4 separate regions of the Mus musculus genome follow, and all the other regions are linked to region 1. Evidence: chromatin contacts called from public HiCAR-type and promoter capture Hi-C data. All regions are on one chromosome and are shown on one strand. Each heading gives the region's core, a stretch centred on a gene start, on an enhancer-like site or on the middle of the called end of the contact. The rest is flanking DNA. Distances are from core to core; before and after follow the strand shown. Region 1 holds the start of Insig2 (insulin induced gene 2). Region 2 holds the start of Clasp1 (CLIP associating protein 1). Region 3 holds the start of 2900060B14Rik (RIKEN cDNA 2900060B14 gene). Region 4 holds the start of Gli2 (GLI-Kruppel family member GLI2).

Region 1 (3,582 bases), core at 726-3,225:
GATGAATCTCTCTTCTGAGACTGGGTTAGATACATTAACAAATAAAAATGTTAAATTACTACCACCACCACCCTTTTTTTAACACATGCTGTGCTCATTAGAACGGCGTTCACAAAACAGAATACGCATCAGCAGGACAAAACCGCAATTCCATGACATGCTTTAACCCTCCTTAAATAAAAGCATACAGATATGACTCTCAAAAGGTGCGTTAGAAGCTCTAGGAAGAAAAAGTGCCGTTGCTCTTCTCTCCCCACATTAAAACCCAAACACAGAAACCATTAAGCAAGCAGCAGTCACACAGCGCACTGCTTTAAACAGAAAGCACAGAAAGCTTAGTCCTTAAAAAATGTTATCTACTGCTTGGTGATAATTTTCTACACACAATAAAAACAGTGTTTTTACTGAACTGTCCTTTATCTTTTCCTTTTCAGTATCTCTATCTAAAACACAATTATCCGTTTTTAAAGCATCAAATTTCCCCGAATACAAAACGACTCATAGATTGGTCATTTCATAATAGATGCGAGCTGAATACTATGAAAACAAGTAATATCAGCGGTTACAAATCCAGAAAAAACGATGGAGGAAGAAAACATCAGTCATTGTTTTTCCCCCGCAGGTCATTAATTAACAGGGGACACCCCTTTATTCATTTTCATTCAGTAGTTCACTGTCTGGGCCAAACCCCAAAGCTAGGGGGGAAGGGGGGGCAGAGAGGAAGCCCCGCATGGAAGCCTTGGTTTTTTTTTTTTGTTTTGTTTTGTTTTGTTTTGTTTTAATCCAGAACTGGAGACTGTCTTTCATTGCTGTGGTCACTGAAACCAGCCAACATAAGTGTCCCAACAGTCAACTCAATTTGCTCTTTCTCCAAGAATTTCCTCATCAATCCTACAAAACAGTAAACACTTCGGGGTATCTATTTCACCCAACGACATAGTTCACACTACCCGTGAACAACTTTTCACTTAAGTTTTAACTCCTTTCGTGTCCCTAAACGCCATCCTCAGCAAAGCACTGTTTTCCTTTACCAGCCGGCTCATCCCCAAAGAACGACGCTAAAGCCCCACTTACTATCACCAACCGACTTCTAGGCCCTGGCAACAACTGCTTGGCAGCACCCACTGATACATACCTAAAAGGTATTCACTTCCGATTCACAATCCCTACTCTTCAACTCAGGAGTCCTCTTATTTCGGTAGATTCTAAACTTCCTACGGTTATGTACCTAATTTCCATCCATCTCCCATACAAGCCTGAGTCTTCCTCCCAGACTACAAGGCACCGAGTCCGGGCAGGTGTACACTAGACAGCTGGCCCATCTCTGTCCCCAAACAGACCTCCAGGGTCGCCCTTTCCGCTGTCCTCCAGCCTTCTTCCACTCTGACAGTCTTCCACTGTCCAGGGACCTCGGCATCCCCCAAAGCCTGTCCCTCTATGAGCCCGCTGGTTTTTCCCTAGATCTCGCTGACCTCTCTCCAGGTAAGCCGGGGACCCCTCGCCCCAGCAGGCCCCACCTGCGGGTCCTGGATCCCCCAACACCAGCTAGGAGTGTTGCCAGCCTGCGACGTTAAAACATAAACAGCTCCTCTTCCCAAAAGCCACCGCCGTCCTCGAGCCGTCCCCGGCCAAATAAGCTCACCTGAGCTCTGCCCGGAGACCCCCAGTTCACCCCCGCCTCCGCCATCTTCAGGGACCGGCCCCCGACCTACTCCCCTCCCACAGCTCCGCCTGAGCCGCACTGCGCCTGCGCCGCCCGGCGGCTTCACGCTGACGGTAGGGGCAGAGGAGCTTCCGGTTGCCTCTGCGCGCACTGCCTCCGCTCTGCGGAGACGGGGCAAAAGGACTTCCGGTGTGCCGGGCACTCCGGGCTGGAAGGAGGTGGGGACCCTGTCTGGGAGGAGGAGAGGCTGCGAAATCAGCTGTTGTTGGTGCCCTCGGGAGTCAGAGGTTCTGGATGGGCATCTGGACTCTGTGGGCGGAGTGAGGGACTCGTGCGCGCACGCACGCGCAGCCCGAGACTCCACCCTCTGCGTGGGCCGCAGTTGCCAGCCGGGTGACAGGCTCCACGGTTGTCGCCTGCAACTTCTTCCCGCCTTGGAGTGTGCCTCAGTATCCTTTCTGAATACGGATTAAAGGCAGCTCTTTGCATCAGCTCTCGAGAGACTTGGGTCAAAGACCAAGCAACACAAAACCTTATCACCTCTGTTACTGTCAAAATTTGACTTAAAGCGCTTCCTTCTTGAGACAGGGTCACACAGTGTATGTAGCCTTAGCCGGTCTGAAGCTACCCAGGTAGACCAGGCAGACCTCGAGAGCTACTTGTCTCTGCTTCCTCAGTGCTAGGATCAGAAGTGTGCGCCACCACGCCCAGCTAAGACCTTCCTTTTAGAACTGGAAACCATAATTAAGAGAATGGATAGTGTGCACGTTGGAGATGGTGCAGATGAGCTGTTGTTTTGGATGGAAAATGGTACAGAGAAGTTTTGTTTTCTTTATTCCTTGAAGATTTTAAGGACTTGAAGTTCGAGTGGGGAAGTGGAGTGCGAATCCGGGAGATGTGTCAGGGAAGTGGGGAGTAAATATAAAAATGCATTGTATGAAGTCCTTAAGGACTCTTTTTTTTTTTTTTTAAAGAAAAATTTCATACATATACAATACGTTTTGATCATTTTTCCTGCCCACCACTACATTCCTCTACAGAGTGTTTTTAAAGGCTAATAAGTGGCTTGATTACCACCTCTGGGCTGTTCACTATATCATCTTTTGGGGAGCTTAGCCAAAAATATATTATGCTTGTGGTCTGATTGCATTGGTCTTAAGGAGAGTTTTGTAGGAACTATGGGCCTAAAGTAATTGCTATAATTTAGCAAGAGAATGTCATTTGGTTAAATGCCTTTGTTTTCATTTACTTTGAACTAACAATCAGATGCATCTTTAACAGTTTCTGATCATTTTATCAACACATTTATTTCTTAAAAATAAGAGAAACTAAACTTGGACCAAAAGACTCAGCATGTAATAATATGGCTTTTCATGTATTTCTAATGGTTTTTGTCTAGCTAATCTTAAATTTAATTCCTGCAGGTTTTTATGCATAGTAATTGAAAGCCTAGGCTAATTATGCTGCACAGATGAAGAGTTTTATAAGGAAAAATAAAAATACACATGGGATAACCCATATTATCCATGATATGATATTTTTGTCAACTTGGCAGGATTGAGAATCGCTATGGGAATACCTCTGGGTGTATGTCTGAGGGATGTTTCTAGAAACATTTCAGGAAAGAAGGAAGGAAGAAGCACATGGATGTGAGCAGCCCCAATGGGGTCAAGAGCTGAATAAAAAAGAGAAAGCTCACTGAGCATCAACACTCCTCTCAGTTTCCTGTTTCTTTCCTGTCTCTTCAGTCAGTGTGACCTCACTCTCGCCTCCATGCCTTAGCTATGGTGATGGCCTGTGTCCTTCCTTAATGGGAGCCAAAATAAACCCATCCTCCCTCAAGTCCTTTTGCCAAGCATTTGTTTTTCACAGCAACATGAAAATCCAGAACAAACTGATGTCAGGGTATGACTTAAGAG
Region 2 (3,582 bases), core at 541-3,040, 2.9 Mb before region 1:
ATGTAACCATCTCTAGTAAAGGTATGAGTAACAATATGAATCAAGTGTGGCTATCTTCATTTTGTTTCCAACTTTTCTATTAAACGTGACCTTTTAAAAAAATCATTCACTCATTTGTTCATTATTTATGTTTGTGTTGAGTATTTATTGAGCTTATGGGCCATAATGGCCATGTGGAAGTGAGCAGATAACTTGTTCTCCCCTTCCATTGTGGAGAACAGAATTCAGGTAACCAGGCTTGTCAGCTTGTGCCTTTATTCAGTCATCTTGAGTCATCTCCTGTGTCCCTAAAAGTAGAATCCTAAAGACAGACCGATATCCATGTTCACAACATTGTGTAGAATAGCAAATGACGAAAGTAGCCAGGGTGGTGAATGCATGTACTGACACATTATTCAGCTTTAAAGAGGGCACTCTGGACACATGCTACAACATGCACTGACAGCTCTGGAGTCTATTAGACTATGTGAAATGAACCAGTTATAAAAACACCAAGACTGGGCTGGAGAGATGGTTCAGCGGTTAAGAGCACTGACTGCTCTTCCAGAGGTCCTGAGTTCAATTCCTAGCAACCACATGGTGGCTCACAACCATCCATAATGAGACCTGATGCCCTATTTTGGTGTGTCTGAGACAGCTACAGTGTACTTACATATAATGAATAAATAAATCTTAAAAAAAATAAAAAGACCAAGACTATATGACTCCACTTTCAAAATACTCTCAGTATTTTAATCCATAGAAAGCAGAATGGTGGTAATCAGAGCTAAAGGTAAAGAGGAATTACAAATTAACAGGTGCATTTTTTGTATGACAAAAAGAAAGCAGAAGAGTGGCTACTTAACAATGTAAGTGCACTGAACTGTACAATAAAAACCAGCTACAACGTTTCTTTTGTTAATATGCACAAATTCCTTCCCATTGAACTTATCAAACTTTTCTTGGGTTTCTCTTTTCCTTTCCAGTTGACTACTCTCCACACATTGTTCTCCCAGCATACCACCCACTTCCGCTCGGCCCTTGACCCGGCGGTATTTCTTTCTAGAACGCGCTTCAGGGTTTTCCACCCACGGTTAGTAAACTTGCTTGCATTTACATCTTAAAGATGTTACTTTTTCTATATTCAATCACGAGTCCCGTCCTGCATGTGAATCCTATACCTTTTCTGCACCACACAGGTCTGTGATTGGCTTTATTGTTTTGGCTTGCCTTTCCAAGTCCGGAAGATCTGACGGCGTTATCACACATCTCCCAATACATACACATTCCCGCACAAAAGAGTCCCCATAAACACCCAGTCTTGACAGAGGAAGCCAATCCGACACTTTAAAAGTGATTTTCACCAGTGTACAACTGCAACACAAAAGCTCTCAAATCCAAACTGTTGGGTAGCACACGGGCGTAGAAGGACAAAACAGGGCGTCCTTAGGCTCCTTGAAAGTAGCGCTGCAATCTGCATAGCCCAAAAACCTCAGATATAACCTGAAGGCCACGCGGGACGCGAGGCGACGTTGTTGTGAAGGAACTTAGAAAAGAAACTGGCACACTCTCACACCAATCTCAGCAGCCTCCACCTCGCGCCCTGGCTCGCTAAAGCGCGAAGAACGGTTTAAAACCTGGGCTTCCGGTAGCAGCGCTTGTACGCATATTCAGGACAAGCCCAACGCGCTGTCAGCTACGGGAAGTCGCGGGGGCCAATTTCTTTCACTGAAGTCGCCCGGTAAATAGCGGGCACCCGTAACCCAGAAGTGAAAGATTGTTTAATTCAAGTATCAAACACCTCGACAATCAAAGGAAGTTCCGGCTGGAAGCGCTCCTGACTCCTCTCTAGCTCTTTTATCGCACAGCCTTCTCCTAGTCTTGCTCGAGTTTTGCTTCCTCTCCTTTAAAGGCTCTAAACATTCCTTAAATTCTCCTTGGTCACCTTTTTTTATTAAAGCACCTTTATGCTACGGGTCGCCATTCGGGTCAAAGGCAAAGGCGGCGGGACCTGAAACTTCATGCGGGCCCCAGCGCTGGGCGTTACCATAGAGAGGAAGCCACCTCTCTGGGCTGAGATTACAGTCTCTATGGTTCAGCCCGGCCGGTGGCGGTAAGAGGACACAGGGAGACCTCTCTGCGCAGGCGCATTTTGGTTTTTCATTTTTTTTTTTTTTTTTTTTAATCCCCGCACCAAGCGCTTAACCTCATTGGGGTGGAGGAGAAGGCGGTGGCTGTCCGGTCCGCAGCCGCAACAGTAGTGAATAATAGAACTGTAAGTACCGGGTTTAAGACGAAGAATGCTCAGAATGGAGTCCACTGGAGGGCCCTGCTTCTTTTCCGAGCGGCGGCGGGCGCAGGGTCCGGGTGGGGACGGTGTCCAGTGCTGTCAGCCGCTCTGGGGTGCACTTTTGGGGGAGGGGGCGGCCCTGGGATGGGATCTGGGTGAGGACCCAGGACGCGCGGCCTCCGGCTTCAGTTCTGATTGTAGGCTGCTTTGCAGAGGGGAGGTGGGGCGACTGTGGGGTCAAGCCTGGCTTTGTGTGACTGTCTCTTTCAGACCCCACCCCGGGGCCCCTTCCTGACCCGGAGTCTCCCCTGGCCGGCTTGGGAGACGCCAAAGCAGCCCCGGGATCTCTTTGAAAGGAACCGAGATTACACTGAGCGGGAAGGGGCTCCAGGAGAGAAAACCTCACTACAACTAATCATCGGCGAGTGATGGGTGTGGAGAAAGATTCAGAGGGAAGAAGGGGTTGTCGGGGAGGCAGGCCGGGCGGCCGGTGCCCCCAGCCTGGGCCAGACAAAAGCGGAGCAGCCGGGGCCCAGCGGGGTGCGGAAGGTCCCCTTGTCCCAGGAGGGCCCCTCATATAGGATCTTTGCGAAGCAGGGAAGAGCGGACAAGCGCTGAGTTAAGCCTGTGCAGCCTCTCCAACTTGCCTTTGTTGTTCTTCGGTATTGGCAGAGCCGCTCTGACGAAGATGAGTGTGTGATCTTGCACGTTGGTCTGGTTGGATACAATGGAGCGGATTGAATCTTGCTTTCCATTTTATGAGTTGCTTGGATGAGTGTGGGGTTTTCCAAAGTCAATCTCATTACATAATATATCTAGATTTTAAAAATAACTGTGTTTATTTCTTAAATTAAAAGAACAATTAGTTGGAGCCTTAAAGCATGTGTGTCGCATCCGGATGGATTTCTGTGCCGGGATCCGTTCATGAAACACTGACCTAATGGTGGAACCTGTGAGTTCTTTAAACCTGATACTTTAATTTGTGATGTGGCAATGAGCGCTTTGGACGCTCCAGTCCTTTGGGAGATAGTGATGTGGAAGGGTCAGGAGCGATGCCTTTGCATCTACCTTGTACCAGATTCAGGTGCCACAGGCTAGTATCAATTCTGGCCTTAGAGATGATAATTTTATTGTTATTCATGACATATATAGAACTCTTGTTATGAGGGATCCTAAACCGAATGGTCCGGTTTCTTATTCATGGAGTAGGAGCGAGAATGGCAACATTGATGCAGCGACGTAGAGATAGGGAAAATAACACAGCGCCCCAGAGAACTGAGTATTGTTTATCTTTTTTACTTGCTAAGAAAGAC
Region 3 (3,582 bases), core at 298-2,797, 2.9 Mb before region 1:
AAGACCATGTGTTGAGCGAGCGTTTCCATACTTACTGTAGAATTGCTGCCACGGACATGAGCACGCAGAGCCCTTGAGCCTGCTTTACCTCCGTGTGTTCACATCCAGAGCAGAATTGCTGGATCATACAGTTCAGTTCTATTTAATTTTCTGAAGACATTTTGCACACTGATTTTCATTTTGCATCTCCAACAGCAGTGTGCAGTTCCTATTTCTTTGTGCTGTCACTCCCTGCCTCCCTTGCTCTCTCCCTCCCTCCCTCCCTCCCTTTTCCTTTGTAGTAGCCTATAGTGATTGTCAGCTGTTGCTTTTTACCACTGCTCTGTCTGTCAGAGCATCTGTCTCTGCTGTGCACCTGCGCTTTGGGGGTCTCTAACCCTTTGCTTCCTTGGGCTGCACTTGGAGCTTTCCTGTTTAATTTCTCTTGCTCTATGTACACTGAACTTTCAATGGAGCCCATTCTTTGGCTCTTAAGTTGGTTTGTTTATTATTTGGTTCTTTCAAAACAAAACAAAACAATATCTGGAAAAAGTCATTTTCCTTTTCCCAGGCAAATTAAGAAACTATAAAAAATTTGTCTTCACTGTGGCAGTTTCTCGGTATCCTTGGTTTTGGCCCTGACAGCGACGCACTGGGCAGGTGTTTGAGTTTCCCTCATATTTTCCTTGAGATTACTCACAGCTTGTGGGCTTTAAAGAGACTGTGACAGAGGTGAAGTGTGCATTATATTATACCAAGCTTACATCACCAGCATGACTTAGCATTGTTTAAGCTGACCTTGGTCACCTGGCTGAGGTAATAGTTTGTCAGGTTTCTGTACTGTAAAATTACCTCCCATTCCTACTGTGCTCTTTGGAAGGAAGCCAAACTAAGGAAACTTAAATCCTGTGGCTCAAAAGTAAGACCTTTGTTTGTTTTTGTTTTTTTGGTTTTTTTTTTTTTTTTTTTTTTGCTTTGTTTTAAAGAAAATGCTCATAAATAGAACTATTTTAAAAGTTGGGAGAAAAAAGGGCCCCGGGAAGTGGTACATGCCTTTAATTTTAGCAGTCGGGAGCTACAAGTTTGAGGCCAGCAGGGGCTACATGCTAAGGGCTACATAGACTCTGCGCCTCAAAAGAATTATACACTTTCAAGTATCTAATTCCTCCCAGTGCTGGCTTGGTGTTTGAATTAGTATATAGATTTACTTGTAAGCTGGATGAAAACCCAAATACGGAACCCTTTATCTGTATTACAACATTTTCCAAAGGGAGCGCTTCTTAGTGTATCACAGTCTTAGGGCAGCGGTGAGAAAGCTGGTCTCCAGTAATTACTGTCCGGCTGCCCTCTAGCATACAATAAAGGAACTGCGAGGAGGGCAACAGTACACACGCGGCTACTTTAATCTTTAAATGTTTAGGTAAGGAAGAGAGGTTTTGTGGTTTTTTCCAAAAATTGCACCAAGGTAAAGCAGAGCTCTAACCGATGCAGGTGTGTTGTCAGGCGTTAGCAGTACTGCCCTCACTACGCGTTCATTGGACAGTAGCGCAACCCCAAGAAAAGGATGGTTGCTTGCAACCACGCGCGCCCGGCAGCCAGAAAGCTCTAAGTCCGGGTTTGGTTGCGGTGACCACCGCAGGAGGCCTACCCCAACCTGCCCGGTGTACAGTATTTTCTTCGACTGCTGCTTCCCACGTCGAATACCCTTTCTGTTTTTCTGAAACTCCCAAGGGGCTTTCTGAAGCCTGCTTGTCTTTACCCAGAAGGCCGCGCGTCACAAGTCTGAAAATTTGCATACACGCCTTTCTGGGCGGGGCCGGAGGGAGGCTTAGAGTTAGCAATTTGGGGGGAGGGTGCGACCTGGTAAATTTGCATACGCAACTCAAGGAGAGGGCGGGGCCGCAGTAGGCTCCTCTAGGTCGTGCTGCTTCAGTGGAGTTCCGCTTCGGCGAGTTTTTCTTCCAAACGGTAGCGGGTTTTTCCGTGCCGAGTACCCTTTCCTGACCAGCCAGCTCAGTCTTCCCAGTCGCTGGGCGCCCGCGGGGACCAGCTATGTCAGCGCCATCCCACTGCACCGCTGACGCTGTGCTTCTTTGCGTTGCAGGTGGTTCTCTTGGGCATGGACATCCTGTCGGCACTGGTGACTAGGCTGCAGGACCGGTTCAAGGCGCAAATCGGCACAGGTGAGCCTTAGCTAGCATAGCAGGCTCTCATCCTTCCGTCCCACCCTGGACTCACCCCACATCGTGGCCTCACCGCCCCTAAACTGGTACCTTCCCCTCTAAACCCGAATTATTATAATATTGCCAATTGAGGATTTTTATGCCAGTTTAGACATCAGCTTGATGCCAGCCAGTACGCATTGTCCTCTCAACCTCCTCGGAGACTCAGTTTTCTTTGAAAAGTCCTACAAAAAAGGAGCCAGTTGGATTTTTCCACCGTTTAGATGTCTCTAAATCAGTGTGTTTCATGGTGGCGATGTAAACACTAAGCAATTCTGTTTATACAACTGTTTCAGTAGCAAATTTCTCTATTCTCTTTTCTTGATTCCCTTTTGTGTGCGCAGTGGGTGAATAGAATCTATGTCCTCTGTATGCCAGCAAGCAATAACCACTGAGCCACAGTGTCAGCTGGAATTCTCCACTAGTGTTCATTACCAGTGTCTGTCTGTCCTTTTCTTTTTCTGTAGCTTTGCAGTCAGTGCGCTCACTGAGAAGGATGGTGGGATCCTGAAACTTACTGTTAGGAATCTGATGTTTGAACCATTTTCCATTTCCCCCCTACATTAGCTCAGGACTCATGGATTCTCACCAGAGGCCTAACGGGGTTGGAATAGACATGGGTGGGCTGGCCCATGCTTCAGTGTGTGGGTGTGCTGTGTGTCTTTTGTATGCTATAAGTAAAATGTACCCAATGCCACTGAAGCATGCTGGTCTGTTGCTTAATGTTTCCATTGCATATGTCATTTCAAGCATGGCATTCCCTACAGTGTATTTCAACCACACCTCCACTCTTACAGTTGCCTCTATTTCCCTCTCACTCCTGCTTGATACCTTCTTTCTCCACTTAGCTCCTTCTACATTCCTGTCTTTCCCCTCCCATGACCTACCGAGTCTCACTAGGGTTGCATGCAGAAGCGTAGCTGAGGGATGTTTATAAGGTGAGTCCTTATGCATACCCCCTGATGAGAATGGCTCACTCTCCCAGCTGCAGGGGACTTTGGGGCTGTGGGAGCCCTCCTACCGTAAGGTCCCTCTCTCCCTCCCACACTGGGTGCCACTGGCTGGTCTTCAACATTGCCTGCAAAGGATGACCTTGAACTCCTGATTCTCCTTCCTCCACGACCCGAGTGCAGAGATTATAGACACAGTCCTCACCCATCCCTAGCTTTGGAATAGCTACCTTAGGCCAGCAAACTGCAGATGAGCGGCGGGTGACCTCAGATCTCAAGATGTATTCTCATTTACTCCATTTCCATTTTGGTTTCCAGTGTTGCCAAGTCTAATAGACAGACTGGGAGATGCTAAAGACTCCGTGAGGGAGCAAGACCAAACCCTGCTGCTAAAGATCATGGATCAAGCTGCTAATCCCCAGGTAGGCCAA
Region 4 (3,582 bases), core at 449-2,948, 2.3 Mb before region 1:
GCGAGGGCGGAGGGGCAAGGGGCCCAGGACATCGTGCGGCCACCGAACAGCAAGATGAAGGATGCCCCAGCTGGGGAACAGAGAGGTACAGAACCCATCCCTTCCCAGTCTCTGAAGGATGAGACTACCAAGAGAAGTCTCTCCTACCCCTGCTCCAACTGGGATCGGCTCTGGGAATCACAGGACAGTTACACACACAGACACACACACAAAGCCTGGAAGGAGAGGCGCCCTGGGGGATCCCCACAAACTCCTTGCGTCTCTGTAGCCAGGTCACTCGAGGTGAAGCGCAAGGGCTCCATCCTTAGTGTCCTCAAGCTCTAAAAGTCAGGTTTCCTAGGAAATGAGAGCAATTGCTGCCGGGCTGAAAAGGAGCCCAGTTGGGTGGACTTCCAGCTCCCGGCGCGGCGGGAGCCCTCTCGAACTCACTCAAGCACACGGTCCCTCCCCCCACCCCCAATCCCGGAGGAAAAAAAACGCTCCCCTCTCTCTAAACCCTTAATAGGATTGGCGCCCAACTCTGTCCGCGCCGCTCCTCATCCATCACACACAGATCAAGTTGCAGTAGTGGATTTTTCAAATTCCTCAGCAAATATACTTGTTGAGAGATTGCTTGGGGGGTGTTAAGTGGGGGCTAGGATGAAAGCGAGGAGTAGGGGGAACCGATCCCTCGGCGAAGGATTACGCGTGGATCCATTCTGGAAGTCAAGGGGATCTGGAGACCTAGGATAAGAGAGAAAGGTAAGGAAGCCAGAACCGAGGTCCAGAGACTGGCGGCGGAGGGAAGGGGCAACAGGGTTCAACGAGAGGGAAAGAAGGAAGAAAGAAAAGACTGGCTCCTGGACGCGGACTCGCAGCGCGGAGAAGTAGAGTTGCAAGTTTCCAAGTGGCCGGCGGCGGTTGCAGCACACCGCACAGTCCCACAGGCGCGCTCCCAGCTGCCCATCTAAGGGAGCTTCGGCGCACCCCAGCCCCCACGTCGCCCCCAAACAGTTCCAGGCTCCAAGCGGTACCACCGGTCAAAGACCGGCCTACCCGAGCAACCCAAGAACAAGAAGCACTTCCCCTCAAGTGGAGGGCTGTGGTAATAAAATCGACCCCGGCCACGAGTTCTGATCCCCAAGATCCTCCTTAAGCCCTGCCGCTGCTGGACCAGGGCACTAATCAGGGTTGCCTTCTTTAGCCGGCCCCCCTAAAATCAGTGTCACGATCTCGATTCCGGTAAACGGATGAGAGACACTCCAAGACCGCCACAGCATCTCAGCCGAAGCTGGCCAGGCTAGGAAGTGCTTCGCCACCAAGAGTAAGGGGAGGAAAAAAAAAAAAAGAAAGAAAGAAAGAAAAGAAAAAAGGAAGGGTGGGAAGGCCAATGCAACTTTACCGAGGAGACAAAAGTTTGCCTCTAGCATGCAGGTGGCCTCTCGGGCGCCGGGCAGTGGTTGCAGGGCCCCATCCCAACTTGGCTGGAGTGGGGCTGCCGAGTGCGGGGGCTCCGGCTGCCGGGGCGGGGCTGGCCAGGCAGAGGAGGGGACCAAGGCGGGCGGGGGACTCGGGCAGTCCCTAAGGACACCAGGCCAGCAGCTCCGGGCGGCTGCGATGCTACGCACGACCCGTGCTCCTTCCTCTGGCTCCTCCTCGCCTTCCTCCGCGTCCTCTGTAGCCGCCGCCGCCGCCTCCCGCTCCTCCTCGAAGTCTCATTGATGAGAGGAGTTTGAAAAAAAGTCCGCGGAGCCGTGCTGCCTCGGCTGGCGAACGCCGGCACTCATGCAATCCATCAGCGTCTCTGGGATGGCGCAGCGCCCCCGCGCGCTGAGCTTGGGCAAACCCTGATCGTCGCGTCCTTAGCTTGCCCGCCCCGCCGCGTGCACCCTGCCTCTGAGGCTGGGGGTGGGGGGACACCACCCTGGAGGGGGATTGCCAGCGGGCGAACACAGACTCTCCCCCACCTCAGCTCCAGCAAGGAAAGCACCCCTTCGGAAAGTTCCAGCGGGGGACCAGAGAACCCAGGAGTTAGGGAGTGGGGGTGGGGGGTGACGACCCAGACGCCACTCTGGAGGAGAAGAGCTGGGACTATCGCAGATTCTTCCAACCCAGTTCGGAGGAAATAAAGCACCCCTACCAGAAAGTTCCAGCTACAGGAGCACACGCCAGTCTCAAACACTTTTTCTAAGGCGCCGGGTTGGGGGGTTGCTAACTCAAGTCAGATGAGCTCCGGAGCTCGGGCGCTGCGACTGCTGGTTTCAATATCTGAACTCCCCCTTTCTTCCCAACCCCCTCAGCCCTCCGCTGGTTGTTCCCAAAACTCCCGGATCCTCTGTGCGCCGTAGCAGAAGGAAGACACGTGGGTTGGGAAGCAAGACTGGATTCACGCAGGCCCTCGTCGCCCGGGCAGCTAGTGCAGGTGCCCGGGGTCCCAGGCGCCCCTCGCCATGGCTCGCTCACGCCGCCATCTGAGAGCACGCCGGCGACAAGTGACGCCAACCTTAGGCTTGCTGCTTATGTTTTGCAGTGAGAGGGGTCTTTCTTTCTTTCTTTCTTTCTTTCTTTCTTTCTTTCTTTCTTTCTTTCTTTCTTTTTCTTTTTCTTTTTCTTTTTTTTCTCTTTTTTTTTTAATCCCGGAGACTCCATTGAAGCTGCTGCAGCCAGATGGAAGTAATCAGAGGGAGAAGGAAGAATTAGGCTCACCGAAGTTGCAGGCCAAAGTGTAGATGAGGCTGTTCATGAAAGCATTTGCTTAAGTAGCCCCGGCTTTCCATACAGTCCAGAACTGTCCACTCCAAGAAGCAAGCAGGCAGCAAATGGCCGTGCCCTCCCAAGCCATGGGACTCAGCTTCCTCTCCTGGGCTCTGCTCTTAGAAAGCTGCCCGCGGGACTTCTTTATATTTCTTCCTGAGGTCTAGTTCCTTTGTATTGCTTAGCCTGCCATAGGGTATCCTCCTTTTAAAGGTGGAGTGACTGATGCCTGAGGACGCTTAGAAACTTGCCCACAATAATCTAAGGTCGGTCCATTTAAATAGAGGTGTCCTGTTGAGAATGTTGGTCACATCTCTTTCGAGCCCCTCCTTCTCAAAGCAAGAGAACCAAGCCTCCAGACCAATTCCACCCTGCCTTAGAGAAAGCTCCTTCTCAGCCCATGTTACTCACTGATTGGATCACTGTTGGTGGACGGCACAGTTTACACCGTGGGCTCTCCCTTAGCTTTATTTGTTTCTGCAAGTCAGTATCTATTTTATGAAATAGCCCAAGGCATTCCAAATGCTATGGATACTCTCCTTCCGAGGTCCACTTCCAAGACCCTGAGTTTTACATTTAAAGTTTATATTCCACATATTGATTTTGTGGGACAGGGTGTGAGGTCACAGTCCTCTGGCAGCAGTCAGAGGACAGGGCAGAGGGGGCTGTTTCTCTCCTTCTGTCATGTGGGTGCTGAGGACCCCACCCAGGCTCGCAGCAAGCACCTTTGCTGGCCTAGTCTTTTACTGACCTTGACTTACTTTTTAACAGAAGGGGAAGTGCTGTGTCCCATTCTTCCTTTCTTGTTACCTTCCTTCTTGATCTAGAGCGGGGAAGGGCAGAGATGCT

What was found. HiCAR-type assays count read pairs that join an accessible place to other places. Capture Hi-C pulls out chosen DNA fragments and counts their contacts.
Region 2: a HiCAR-type map of astrocytes shows a contact between it and region 1, with 4 times the contacts expected there. The contact joins the promoter of Clasp1 here to the promoter of Insig2 in region 1. A contact is called at or near these places in 1 of 39 promoter capture datasets (liver), 1 of 484 Hi-C or Micro-C datasets (CD4 T cells), 1 of 115 datasets of contacts at active chromatin or transcription factors (astrocytes) and 2 of 9 other capture datasets (adipose tissue and liver).
Region 3: a contact with region 1 is called in a promoter capture Hi-C map of liver, with 4 times the contacts expected there. The contact joins the promoter of 2900060B14Rik here to the promoter of Insig2 in region 1. A contact is called at or near these places in 2 of 39 promoter capture datasets (cranial neural crest and liver), 1 of 484 Hi-C or Micro-C datasets (CD4 T cells), 1 of 115 datasets of contacts at active chromatin or transcription factors (astrocytes) and 2 of 9 other capture datasets (adipose tissue and liver).
Region 4: a contact with region 1 is called in a HiCAR-type map of astrocytes, with 4 times the contacts expected there. The contact joins the promoter of Gli2 here to the promoter of Insig2 in region 1. A contact is called at or near these places in 1 of 39 promoter capture datasets (hippocampal neurons) and 1 of 115 datasets of contacts at active chromatin or transcription factors (astrocytes).

Annotation. Positions count from the first base shown.
Region 1 is chr1:121,326,049-121,329,630 of GRCm38.p6, forward strand. Insig2 (insulin induced gene 2) reads right to left here and starts at 1,976. Exons shown (of 6, transcript NM_133748.2): 1 at 1,643-1,976.
Region 2 is chr1:118,387,268-118,390,849 of GRCm38.p6, forward strand. It overlaps Clasp1 (CLIP associating protein 1), which reads left to right and starts at 1,791. Exons shown (of 43, transcript NM_001359328.1): 1 at 1,791-2,254.
Region 3 is chr1:118,457,718-118,461,299 of GRCm38.p6, forward strand. It overlaps 2900060B14Rik (RIKEN cDNA 2900060B14 gene), which reads right to left and starts at 1,548. Exons shown (of 1, transcript NR_027901.1): 1 at 952-1,548. It overlaps Clasp1 (CLIP associating protein 1), which reads left to right. Exons shown (of 43, transcript NM_001359328.1): 3 at 2,084-2,162; 4 at 3,470-3,573.
Region 4 is chr1:119,051,921-119,055,502 of GRCm38.p6, forward strand. It overlaps Gli2 (GLI-Kruppel family member GLI2), which reads right to left and starts at 1,699. Exons shown (of 14, transcript NM_001081125.1): 1 at 1,382-1,699.